4 separate regions of the Sus scrofa genome follow, and all the other regions are linked to region 2. The links are chromatin contacts, called in public Hi-C and HiChIP or PLAC-seq maps. All regions are on one chromosome and are shown on one strand. The core of a region is the stretch at or near the end of the contact, and the rest is flanking DNA. Distances in the headings are between cores, read along the strand shown. Region 1 holds the start of EIF3M (eukaryotic translation initiation factor 3 subunit M). Region 2 holds the start of QSER1 (glutamine and serine-rich protein 1). Region 3 overlaps TCP11L1 (T-complex protein 11-like protein 1). Region 4 holds the start of TCP11L1 (T-complex protein 11-like protein 1).

The links. A called contact is a pair of places that touch in the nucleus more often than the background predicts. HiChIP or PLAC-seq counts read pairs in DNA pulled down with a chosen protein or histone mark.
Region 1: a contact with region 2 is called in an H3K27ac HiChIP or PLAC-seq map of alveolar macrophages. The contact joins the promoter of EIF3M here to the promoter of QSER1 in region 2. A contact is called at or near these places in 3 of 47 Hi-C or Micro-C datasets (fibroblasts and skeletal muscle) and 1 of 2 datasets of contacts at active chromatin or transcription factors (alveolar macrophages).
Region 3: a Hi-C map of liver shows a contact between it and region 2, with 8 times the contacts expected there. The contact joins the enhancer-like site here to the promoter of QSER1 in region 2. A contact is called at or near these places in 1 of 5 promoter capture datasets (liver), 10 of 47 Hi-C or Micro-C datasets (alveolar macrophages, embryonic fibroblasts, fetal skeletal muscle and 4 more) and 1 of 2 datasets of contacts at active chromatin or transcription factors (alveolar macrophages).
Region 4: a contact with region 2 is called in an H3K27ac HiChIP or PLAC-seq map of alveolar macrophages. The contact joins the promoter of TCP11L1 here to the promoter of QSER1 in region 2. A contact is called at or near these places in 2 of 5 promoter capture datasets (fetal skeletal muscle and liver), 3 of 47 Hi-C or Micro-C datasets (heart right ventricle and skeletal muscle) and 2 of 2 datasets of contacts at active chromatin or transcription factors (alveolar macrophages and skeletal muscle).

Annotation. Positions count from the first base shown.
Region 1 is chr2:28,281,363-28,284,062 of Sscrofa11.1, forward strand. It overlaps EIF3M (eukaryotic translation initiation factor 3 subunit M), which reads right to left and starts at 1,450. Exons shown (of 11, transcript XM_005661051.3): 1 at 1,294-1,450. The coding sequence starts at 1,335.
Region 2 is chr2:28,042,220-28,044,919 of Sscrofa11.1, forward strand. QSER1 (glutamine and serine-rich protein 1) reads right to left here and starts at 1,268. Exons shown (of 13, transcript XM_021083212.1): 1 at 1,211-1,268.
Region 3 is chr2:27,872,155-27,874,854 of Sscrofa11.1, forward strand. All of the region lies in intron 7 of TCP11L1 (T-complex protein 11-like protein 1), which reads right to left. Among named protein-coding and RNA genes, the nearest start is that of TCP11L1, 30 kb to the right of the region's middle. Within about 2 kb of position 1,302, at least 18 of the 83 cell types and tissues checked have an H3K27ac peak or open chromatin away from gene starts, as enhancers often do. A contact at or near this core is called in alveolar macrophages and liver, where this site is marked.
Region 4 is chr2:27,901,730-27,904,429 of Sscrofa11.1, forward strand. It overlaps TCP11L1 (T-complex protein 11-like protein 1), which reads right to left and starts at 1,437. Exons shown (of 10, transcript XM_021083207.1): 1 at 1,063-1,437.

The DNA of each region.
Region 1 (2,700 bases), core at 200-2,699, 240 kb after region 2:
TTACTGTCTACAGGTGGTTGTGGAGTGGTAAAAGCAAAGGAAAGGATTTGCAACTCCACTTCACACCTGTAATCAGAAAATCCGACCAAAGTTAAAACTCCTGAAGCAGTCACGTATATACTAAAGGAATGGCCAATGTGAAACAAGAACAGTAGAAATGACACTTTAAAATATAATCAATGACAAGAACTTACTGCATCTAAAAACCCTTTCCTATGTTTAAAAACAAACAAAAAAAATAAGTACTTTTCAGTAACCTAATAACCATTTGTTGACAACAGATTCCATTCCTAATCAGGTATTTTTTTTTTCCCCTTGTCTTCCACATCTTCCTTTCTAATTGTGCTCAACTCCTTCCCTTTCTTGTTTTTCTTTCTTTTTCCTTTCTCCTTATTGTGCTCTTCAGGGCTGTGGGTCTGCGTTTCTACCAAAGGAGAAAACAAACAAAAACCCCACATCTGCAATTATAAAAGTTCCATTAGACTAGGAATGTTTTATTCTACAGGAACCAAAATTTCCGTGTTAGCGGAGTAAGAAAAAAAATACAAAATCACAACACTCAAGACCTCACAGAATATAGTTTTCAGTTCTGCAAAATTAGGGAAGATCTTTACAAGTTTAACTTTTGCTACGGAGAGAAACGAGAAGCATTAACCATAAACGCCAAAGAGCAAAACCCAAAAAGAAAATTTTTGAATATTAGCGCTGTTCACCAGGTGCATGCCTCAAAGTATGACGTTATGGTTTCCGGTTACAGAACTCTCACTCCTGCCCTTCAAATAAGGATATGAAACAGTCTACGTACAAAATAGGGGTCACCTGTGCCTCTGCGATCACATAACCATTTTGATTTTCAAATCGAAGTTATTTTTCCTTGTACTGCTAACGCCACCTAAAGATTCGCCACCTCCCACTCAGGGTGTGGCTATTAATTAGGGGACGGAAGCAGATACCCTTTGCAATGAGTCAAAAGTACTGCGTCGATAGAAGTTAACTCCAGGCTCTAAGAGTTCCGACACGAACTAGGAAGTTGGCCGTCGAGCTGCGGCTTACTCCTGGGCCCGCCGGCCCGCAAGCTTAGTGCAACTCCAAGCCAGAAACGCACGCCCCTGCCTCGCGGCCTCCCCAGTCTGGCGTGTGGAGGCCTTGAACGGCAGCTCTCGGCTCCCCGGCTGGCTCCGTAAGGCAGCTTCCCGCCGGCACAGCCCTGGCTCGCTCAGGACGTGGCCCCTCACACCGCTGAACACCACCCTTGGACCCCGCCCTGGCGTCAGCCGCGGCCCAGGGGCATACCTGATCTTCCTCGCTGATGTCGATGAACGCCGGGACGCTCATGGTGAAGACCGGGGCACCGCAAACGAGCACCTCCCAAACCACGCCGACCGGAAAAGAGAGCTGGGCTGCGCGGCGGCGCCTCCAACTGCTTCCGGGTCACCTTGCGCGAGTCTTGCGGGACAGGGGTAACCGGGTCGGGCGGAGCCACCGAGGCCAATCCCAGCGCGCGCTCTGGTTGGGGGCGGAGCGGGGCGGGGCGGAAGCGCCCTAAGCCGCCACTCCTGCGCCGCGTCTCGGCGCCTCTAGCTGCTGTGACTGTGTTCCCCCCTGTCCTATCTGTTACTGATCCGCTTGTCTCACTGAACTCACCTCGCACCTGAAGTTTTAAGCCAATTTTTTTTTAAGCTTATAATTTGACTCACTTTTAAGCCTTTAGCAGGCAGTACTCTCTGGCCAGGGAATAACAGCAATGTTCAAAGCTCCTTGACTTGCCTTTTACGATCCAGTGGGGTAAACAACACAGACAGCAAACAACACAGTAATTAGAAAAGGAGTCCTGAATGGCATCCTGTTTTACAGTAGGGACCCCCAGATTCGAATTCTTTGGAGTAGAATCCCTGCTGCACCACTTGATGGTTAACCGCTGCGTTTCGGCTTCCTCTTGAAAAAATAAGATCAAGTAATGTATAAAGCAATTAAAATACGGGGAACTCTGAATGTATTAACTGTTATGACATAGTTATGTAGCATGTTAAGCACAATTAAGATAAAAGTAAAGAACAAGGGTGGTGTATGAGCGTGTGTGCATGCCTTTTTAGACAGAGTGATCAAAGAAAGTGGCTCATGATATTGAGAACTGACCGAAATGAGGAAAGTACCAATGAAGAAATCTGCAGAAAAGCTTTTCCTGCAAAAGACAGCAAGGAAAGGATTTGAGGCAAGTGGCAAGGAGGCCTGTGGGCTGCATTTGAGTAAGAGAAGAGGAAAGGAAAAGGAGATGAGATAGGCATGGCCAGATCAAATTTTATAGGCCCTAATAAAGTTTATTTATTTATTTTGTCTTTTTAGGGCTGCACCCAAGACATATGGAGGTTCCCAAGCTAGAGGTCAATCGAAACTGTAGCTGCTGATCCACAGTGACAGCAATGCTGAATCCTTAACCCACTAAGCAAGGCCAGGGATTGAACCTGCGTCCTCATGGATGCTAATCAGATTTGTTTCCACTGAGTGTTTCCACTGAGCCACAACAGCAACTCCCCTAATAAGAGATTTAATTTTGACTTTTCTATGCCTGTAAAAGGTTTTGAGCAGAGGAGTGAGGAGGTCAAATTAACTTTTTTAGTAAAGGATCACTCTGACAGATGTGTTACAAAACATAAGTTGGGCAAGGGCCCAAGTAGAGAAACTAGTTAGAAAACTATTACA
Region 2 (2,700 bases), core at 18-2,517:
CCAACCCCCTCATCTTCAATTTCTTCCCAACTCTTAGTCACCCCAATACATAGAAGGCAAAGAGAGATCCCTTACTTCCTGCTGTTGTTAAAAGAGGGGGAAACCCAAGAGTAACTTTGAACGCATGAAAGAGAAATAGCTTAATCTTGGCCACCGCTGCAAACATATGTCACCCAGCCCCGGCGCAGCGTTCATGCCCCACCGGGCCCCCTCCCAGGCCCCACGCCCCGGGGATTCTCCCAAAGCCTAGCCTCCTGGGTTCCCCAATGTCAGGGACGTGGCTCCGCGCCTCTTCCTCTCCCGCCTCCCCCACCCTCACACTCACCGCTGGGGCCCCCAAGACCACATTGTTAGTTTCAATACAATGGAATGTCACTGCACCGAACTCCTCGGCGCCCCCCTCTGCTCCCCGGAGCCAGTCCCGGGTCTCTCTGATCACCGAGTTCAGCCACAAACCCAAACTTCACCATGTGAGAGCCCAGAACCCAGGAGGTGACGGGGACCCATGACTCCCGCCCAACCCTCCCTTCTACCCACGGTCCCCGGCCAGCCGCAGCTGTGAATCCAGTACTGGTCGCCCCCATCCACCACCCTATAGGAGTCATCAGCCGCATCTCCCGGCTGGGGCGAGGGCGAGGAGACGAGCGGAGGGCTCCCCGCCAGGCCGGACCCCTGGGCGGTGCTGCACAGGGGACGAAGGCCCCAAACGCATCCCTGGCCTTTCCTGGCCCACCATGACCCCGCCGCCCACCCTCCCTACCTGGCCTTGAGGCTGGGGCTGCTGCCGCTGCTGCAGCTGCTGCTGGCGGCGGCGGCCGCGGCTCTGGGTTCGTAGGCCCAGGCGGGGGCAGGGGGTTGTGCGGCGGCGCTGGCGGGGGCAGCGGGGGGCGCGGGCGGCGGCGGCGGCGGGTCGGCGAAGCCGGAGGTCGCGTAGTTCCTGTCCATCGTGGGGGTTGCGTAGGGAGGGCGGGCAGCAGTGGGGGCTTCTCCAGGGCCCAGTGAGAGGGGGGCGGGAGGGGAGGGAGGGGGCGGGGGAGGAAGAGGAGGTGGAGGAGGCGGCGGCGGAGGGGGCTGCCCCTCACATGGCCTCGGCGGGCGCACAGGCGAAGGGCGCGTTGGCCAGTCTGTGCTGGGGGAACCCGGGCGGCGGCGCGCGACGAGGCCCCAGCTGGGCGTCAGGGAAACGGCGGCATCCGCGGCCGGGACTCACCGCGGCAGCGGCGGCGGCGGCGGTCGCTGCGCCCCATGTTGGTGGATTTCCCAGGATGCACCTCCCGCCCCCCCCTCCGCCCCGCGACCTCGCCCCGCCTCCCCTCAGCGCCCCGCGCTCGCGGCTCGCGGGCCAGGCGGGCGGCCCGCGAGGCCTCTACCGCCACCGGCAGTCTCTGGAAGGCCAGCTGGGGCGGTGAAGGCTTGAGGCCTGTCCGGCCCGGCCGGGTCCAGGAACCCGGCGGGTCGCCTGGCAGCCGTAGCCCACGGGCCGCGGACTTCCAGCCTTCCGCTGCTTCGAGGGGAGCTGTCCGCGCTCGCCGCGCCCCGCGTGGGAAGGGGCTGTGCCTGCTGCTCGCCCTGCGCGAGGGAGGGGAAATTGAGCGGAAACCAGCGCAGGGTGCTGCAAAGGAGAGGCTTGTCAACGCTTTGCCTGGAGTTCGTTATTTGACCCTTCGAGTTATTTTCAGTGATTCAAATAACTCAGTTCCCACATCGCGATTCTTTTCTCTGCGCTTGGTCCTAAACCAGAAACAGCTGAGCGGGCTGTTTTACAGTTCCGTTTACTCCCTTCCTGCCCAAAGCTTGCCGGGCTGGAGGACCCTTTTCCTGCTGTTAGGGGAGATTTATATTCAAGAGATTCAAATTCAAACGTATTATTTTCCAATCCTCGTTGAAAGGACCTTTCCCAGGGGCTCTTATTAACTGTCCCCACCCCCACCTTGGGGATTTTCTCATTCTGGATTTCAGAATCTTCTATCTGAAGATAAATACAGCCTCTTCATTGATTAATACAGTCACCATCTGGATGACTTTAATTGCGATAAAGTTAAACTCACTGGGCACACTTTGTGTTGGAGTTTTTTTGTTTGAGACTTAGAACTTCAGCAGGACTCTACACAGACATTTCCTATCTGATCTCCAAGCTGTTTGATGGCGGGTAAACTAACCATTATTTGCGGTTCTTCTATTGTATGTCAGAGTTGTGTTTCTTCTAGTAACTCATGAGTAGTGAAACTTGGGGGTCACAGAAATCGTCGTTTGGTCCCGAAGGCATAAAGTAAAAGTTAAAAATGACAGTAAAGTTTGACCACCACCCTTAAAAATTCAATACGCATTTAACACCTCTTCATGTATTTAGCACAGAATTCTTTCCCTCAAGATAAGCCTAACAAAGGTTCAAGCAAATCAGGCATAGTAGAATACCTAATAAAATTGATACATTATCTCTGATCACCATTTAAAAAGCAGTTTAAACTTGGGTAATACCTGGTATTGGGTCTACTGTTCCTTCTGAGATTAATTTTGTTCAGGGAGATTCTGTTTTCCTCCTGGCGCCTACATCCTTTTGTTCCTATTCATCCCTTTTTGTAAATCTTTCGGCACCTGTGATGCTTGGAGTCTGGTCCTGGGGTGGGGAAGCAAGGAAGTGAGTATTCGTTATTTACAAATGAATTCAAATGTGTAGACACAAGTGATTTTGCCAATTTT
Region 3 (2,700 bases), core at 52-2,551, 170 kb before region 2:
GCGCATGAAAAGATGCTCAATGTCACTAATTACTGGAGAAATGCAAATCAAAACTACTGTGAAGTACCACCTTACACTAGCTAGAATAGCTATCATCAAAAAGTCTACAAACAATCAATGCTGAGAGGGTGTGGAGAAAAGGGAACCCTATTACACTGTTGGTGGGAATGTAATTGGTGCAACCACTGTGGAGAACAGTACAGAGATTCCTCAAAAAACTTAAAGCAGAACTACCATATGATCTAGCGATCCCACTCCTGGGCATCTATCCAGAGACAACCATATTTTGAAGACACGTGTACTCCAATGTTCATTGCAGCACTATATACAATAGCCAAGACGTGGAAGCAACCTAAATGTCCACTGACAGAGGAATGGATAAAGAAGGTGTGTGTTTGTGTGTGTGGAGCTCTTGAAGTATCACGTGCACGACAGAATATCACTCAGCCATAAAAAAGAATGAAATAATGCCATCTGCAGCAACATGGATGAACCTAGGAATTATTATACTAAGTGACGTTAGACAGTGAAAGACAACCATATCACTTATATGCAGAATCTTAAAAAAAAAAAAAAAGGATACAAATGAACTTATTTGCAAAACAGAAACAGACTCACAGACTTTGAAAAACTTATGGTTACCAAAGGGGACAGGCAGCAGGCAGGGATGGGGGATGGACTTGGGGTTTGGGATTAGCATATGCACACTGAGGTATATGGAATGACTGGCCAACGGGGATCTGCTGTGTAGCACAGGGATCTCTCCCCAATAGATATCTGTGATAATCTATGTGGGAAAAAAGTCTGAATGAGAATGAATATGTGTCTATGTGTAACTGAATCACTCTGCTGTACAGCAGAAATTATCACAACCTTTTGGATCAACTATACGTCAATAAAACTTTTAAAAAATGGGGCAAAAACTGTTTGCAAAGAATAAAAGAGAAGTCATCCTGGAGTTCCTGCTGTGGCACAGTAAATCAAGAATTCACTGCAGCATCTTGGGTCACTGTGGAGGCAAGGATTAAAGGATCTGGCGTTGCCACAGGTGCAATGTAGGCTGTAGCTTTGGCTCAGATTCAATCCCTGGGCCAGAAACTTCTATATGCCATGGTGTGGTCATAACATTTAAAAAAAAAAAAAAAAAAAAGTCAGACGAAGAGCGAGGTCATCTCTGAGCTGTAGTTCAAGCTGTGGCCAGCAGAGGGCAGTGGGGCCGCAGCTCCCACACAGACCTGTGAAGTTCCCCTCTGGAGTTTCTGGTCCTTTCCCAGCCAACCATAAGGGAGTCATGTGTGAATTCTCCTTTCATCATAGAGCCCCTCCTCCCTTAGAATGGCTTCAGGAAAACATGAGACAGACTGGGTTTAAGTGCAGACTCTGTCATTTAATAACAGCATAACCTCATGCATGTTTTTTTCAATTCTCTGAGCCGTATGCCAAAGGGGGATTCCTACTTCACAGGGCTGTTTTAAAGATGAAAAAAGGACAATGTATATTAAGTAGCTGGCTGAGCCAGCACTCAATAAATACAAGTTACATCATTAGACGGGAAAAGAATAATGACGTACAGAGTGAGGATGCGACCCATCCCAGTTTTCCCAGGAGTGTCCTGGTTTAAAAACTGAAACTCCAAGTCCTGTGTTTACCCCTTTCCCACTCCTGGGCAAACCAGACAGCCAGCCACACTTTTCAGGGCATGGGAAAAAAGGAGGGGAGAAATGCACTTATTCACCTCAGTATCCCCCTCAGTATCCAGCACAAAGGAGGCTCTTAAGAACTGGTGAGTAGAGAAAGAGAAAAACAAACATTTAAGTAGGAAAAATAGGAATGACAGATAATGACCCAGAAGCACCTGCAAAGCAGTCAGTGAATGAATTGCCATGATGGTGTCTCTGTGTTATAGACAGCCCTGGTCCTGCCAGGCCAAAGTCCCCCGTGTGGGGTGAGGAAAAGGGCATTGAAAAGGCTGAAGAGGTATGACTTCTCATCAGTTTTTACAGGTTAATCAACTTTAAGGACCAGTCTTGCTATAAGAAACTGATACAGAGTACCCTTCATGGATCAGCAGTAATGAACCCAACTAGTATCCATGAGGATGTGGGTTTGATCCCTGGCCTCATTTGGTGGGTTAAGAATCCCATGTTGCTATGAGCTGTGGTGTAGGTCACAGACACAGCTTGGATCTGGGGCTGCTGTGGCGTAGGAAGGCAGCTGCAGCTCTGACTAGACCCCTAGCCTGGGAAATTCCATATGCCACAAGTGCGGCCCTAAGACAAGACAAAAAAAAAAGAGAGAAGAAAAAAGAAACGAATACACCAAATCAAGACATTAACAATGTGGGGCCTTAGCCCAGGATTCTCCCCAAGAAGTACAAACTACCTTTGAAGGCTGAGATTCCTCTATTGTTAAATAGACAGGCTTCACCAGTCTCTCTCCTAACTCCACTGTGTTACATGCCAAGATCCTTGCTTTGCAACCTCCCAGTACCGGGTAGTACTTGGGTTTAGGATGCAAAAGATTTCCAAGGATCATTCTGACAGTAGACATCTGACCCCAGTGAAGACACCATGTATCCCAGAGCTATTTTTTAAGAGAAATGTCAGGCTGACATGTCACTATTCAGGAAGAAGTCTCCTCACCCCCACTTCCACACCCTCTTTAGAGCCTCCTCTGGCACAAAACAGGGAAGTCAGAAGC
Region 4 (2,700 bases), core at 187-2,686, 140 kb before region 2:
GTAGGATTTCACCCAATTAAAAAGCGTCTAGAGGAAGAGAGGAGGTGAAAAGGGGGGAATTTCACTCAAAAGGCACAATCGAAGGCATACAAAAATGAGAACAAGCTGCAGGTGATGAAAACCTAGAGATGCATTGGGGTCAGACCGTAAAATTGCTAGTTCTTATTTTTAAAAAAAAGGTCTTCACCTAGAGTTTTAACTTCTTAAGGGCAAGACCAACCATACTGCTCCATACATATAAGTACCTCCCCCAAACAGATAACCACCAAATAGTTGTTGATAGCTGTGTCATCTCTCTAGAGTCAGTTTATACAGGAGGGATGGGCGTTGGTCTAAAACAAACCTGGGTTCCAATTCTGGCTCTTTACCTGCTGGGTAACTAAAGTTTCCTCATCTGTCAAGTACAGCTACCCACCTCTTGGGTTTGGGGCAAGTGTAAAGGACAGAGCGTGCATAACGACAGCTGGTACACAACAGGCTTCCTTCCCCACAGATGGTAACTCTAATTAGAGGACTATAGGATACAGCGAGGACCCATTTAATTGCGTACAGTGTGCTCATTCATTCAACATTCCCCAATTCCTGCTATGCCCCAAAAGGGAACCGGGGGGTGGGAGGATCCTCGAACTTGCCGTGAAGACCGTCTATCTGAGCCGCACGCCGAGCCCAAACTGGACACAAGAGACTCCCCAGCAGAAAGGGTCTTTCAGCGAAATAAAGGAGCTCTGTCCAGAGACTGCGCGAACCCCTTGCTCTAGCACCCAGTGCCACTCTCTCCCAGCGAGCAGATTCCGTGGTAAACAACTGTTTGGGCCGGCGAGGGAGTGGCCGAGCCGGGAGCAAGCGAAGGAAGCGGGACGCGCCTGGAGGACGGCCTCGAGGGGTGGGACAAAGGCCGCGCTGAGACTCAGCCCGCCCGCAGTCTGCGCCGCTTCCACGCCTCCACGCGACATCACCGGGTCCCGACCGACGGGAAAAAGCGAAGAAATGCCTATAATTTCGACCTCGTTCCTCCCGTGCGGGCTCCGCAGGGCTGCCAGCCTCCGCGCCTGCTTCCCTCACCTGCCACGGAGTCAGCGTCCTCCCTCCTGCCGCTGGGCCGAGAATCTGACGGGGGGCCGGCGCAGCGGCGGAGGCGGGGAGGATGCGCGGCGGGCAGGGCGGTTCAGCCTCTGCCCCTCCGAGGCCGCATCCCTCGCTGCCCTGCCAGCGGTCCTCCCCGCCCGGGTCGTGTGAGTAGCGGCCAGCGTGGCCGCTCCTCAGCGTCGGGTAGCGAGCTAGAGAGAGCTTTTAGCCGAGAGGCGCCCGCCCCACGTAGGGCGACGCCATGTTTCGGTACGGAAAGGCCGGAGGCGCGGCAGGGTGCCCGCTGAGGGGGCTCAGTGGGCGGTGACTCGGAACCGGGAGGCCCCCTTCCTCATAGGGAGGCGCCATATTGCCGTACGGAAAGGCGGCCGGAGCCGGCGGCCTGAGGGGTAGGTGGTGCCCAGCCAGTCAAAAAAGAAAGGAAAAAGGCCGCTTAGCTGCAACGCCTTCCTTCCCCGCCCTGGTTTTTAAATTTAAATATTACATCATATTTTGTAGCTGCGCACAGTTTGTCCGGTCCCCTCATTTTGGCTGTTAAGGTCACGCCCACCAGGTCTCACTTTAACGGTTAGACTTGGTTTGGATCATCTAAGTGACTCGAGTTGAAAGTGAGACTTTAACCGCGAAAAGATGGAAGGCCAGGGGCAAACACAGCTCATGAGAGTTCAGCTTGGTTTAGATAGTTCTGAAACACAGTGAGCAGTCAGCATTTTATGTGCCGTCTGCGTTCCAGAAAGGAAAAATACCCTGTCAAGATGAGCTCGTTCTGGAGGCTTCTTTCCCTTCGTCCCAGGTACCCGGGGCTGTGACTGTTGCAGCACTGGACAACTAGTTGCTGATCCAAGAGAACCATGCTTTCCTCAGCCTATAGCAGTAAGATAGCAAGCTAAATTAATAGAAATATTTTTAGGGCCTGATCTTAAAAAAGTAAAAGCTAGTGACTCTTAACTGTTCATTTGTAAAATGCTTTAAGACAGCATCAAATATGTTTGTCTTAAAATGAAGGTGATAATTGTCTCCTACCTGTAAACTATAAAACTTGTTAAATTTAAGTAACTAGAACAAAATAAGATGGAGTGAAATTAGTGCTGACAAACACTATTTCTATATAAATCACATGTGGGAAGTTGGCCTAAAGTATTGAAGGCTGAGAGCAATGCAACACCCTCAAACCTTTCAGTAGCAAGCACATCACACAGTTTTCCCTTAAGCACACACTCCGTTCTCTGATAAGGATTCACCTTTTGGGCGTGGGGTGGGGTGCTTAAGAAATTCAATTAACTGGAAATAAGATTTAGAAGAAAACATTCAATTCTCATTTCTGAATCCAGACCAGTATATCTTAGTCTCTAGATTAGTGATTCCAAACCCTGACTCCACCTTAAAATCTCCTGGGAAGCTGTGGTTCTTTACCATATGTAACTCTGGGCAGGGGGCCAGAGCTGGTGGGTGGTGATGGGCCAGGCAAGAATTTTGAAGCTTTCCAGGTGATTCTAAGAAGCATCCAGGGAGTTCCCGTCATGCTCACTAGCATCCATGAGGACTCAGGTTCGATCCTTAGCCTCACTCAGTGGGTTAAGGATCCAGAGTTGCCATGAGCTGCGGTGTAGATCA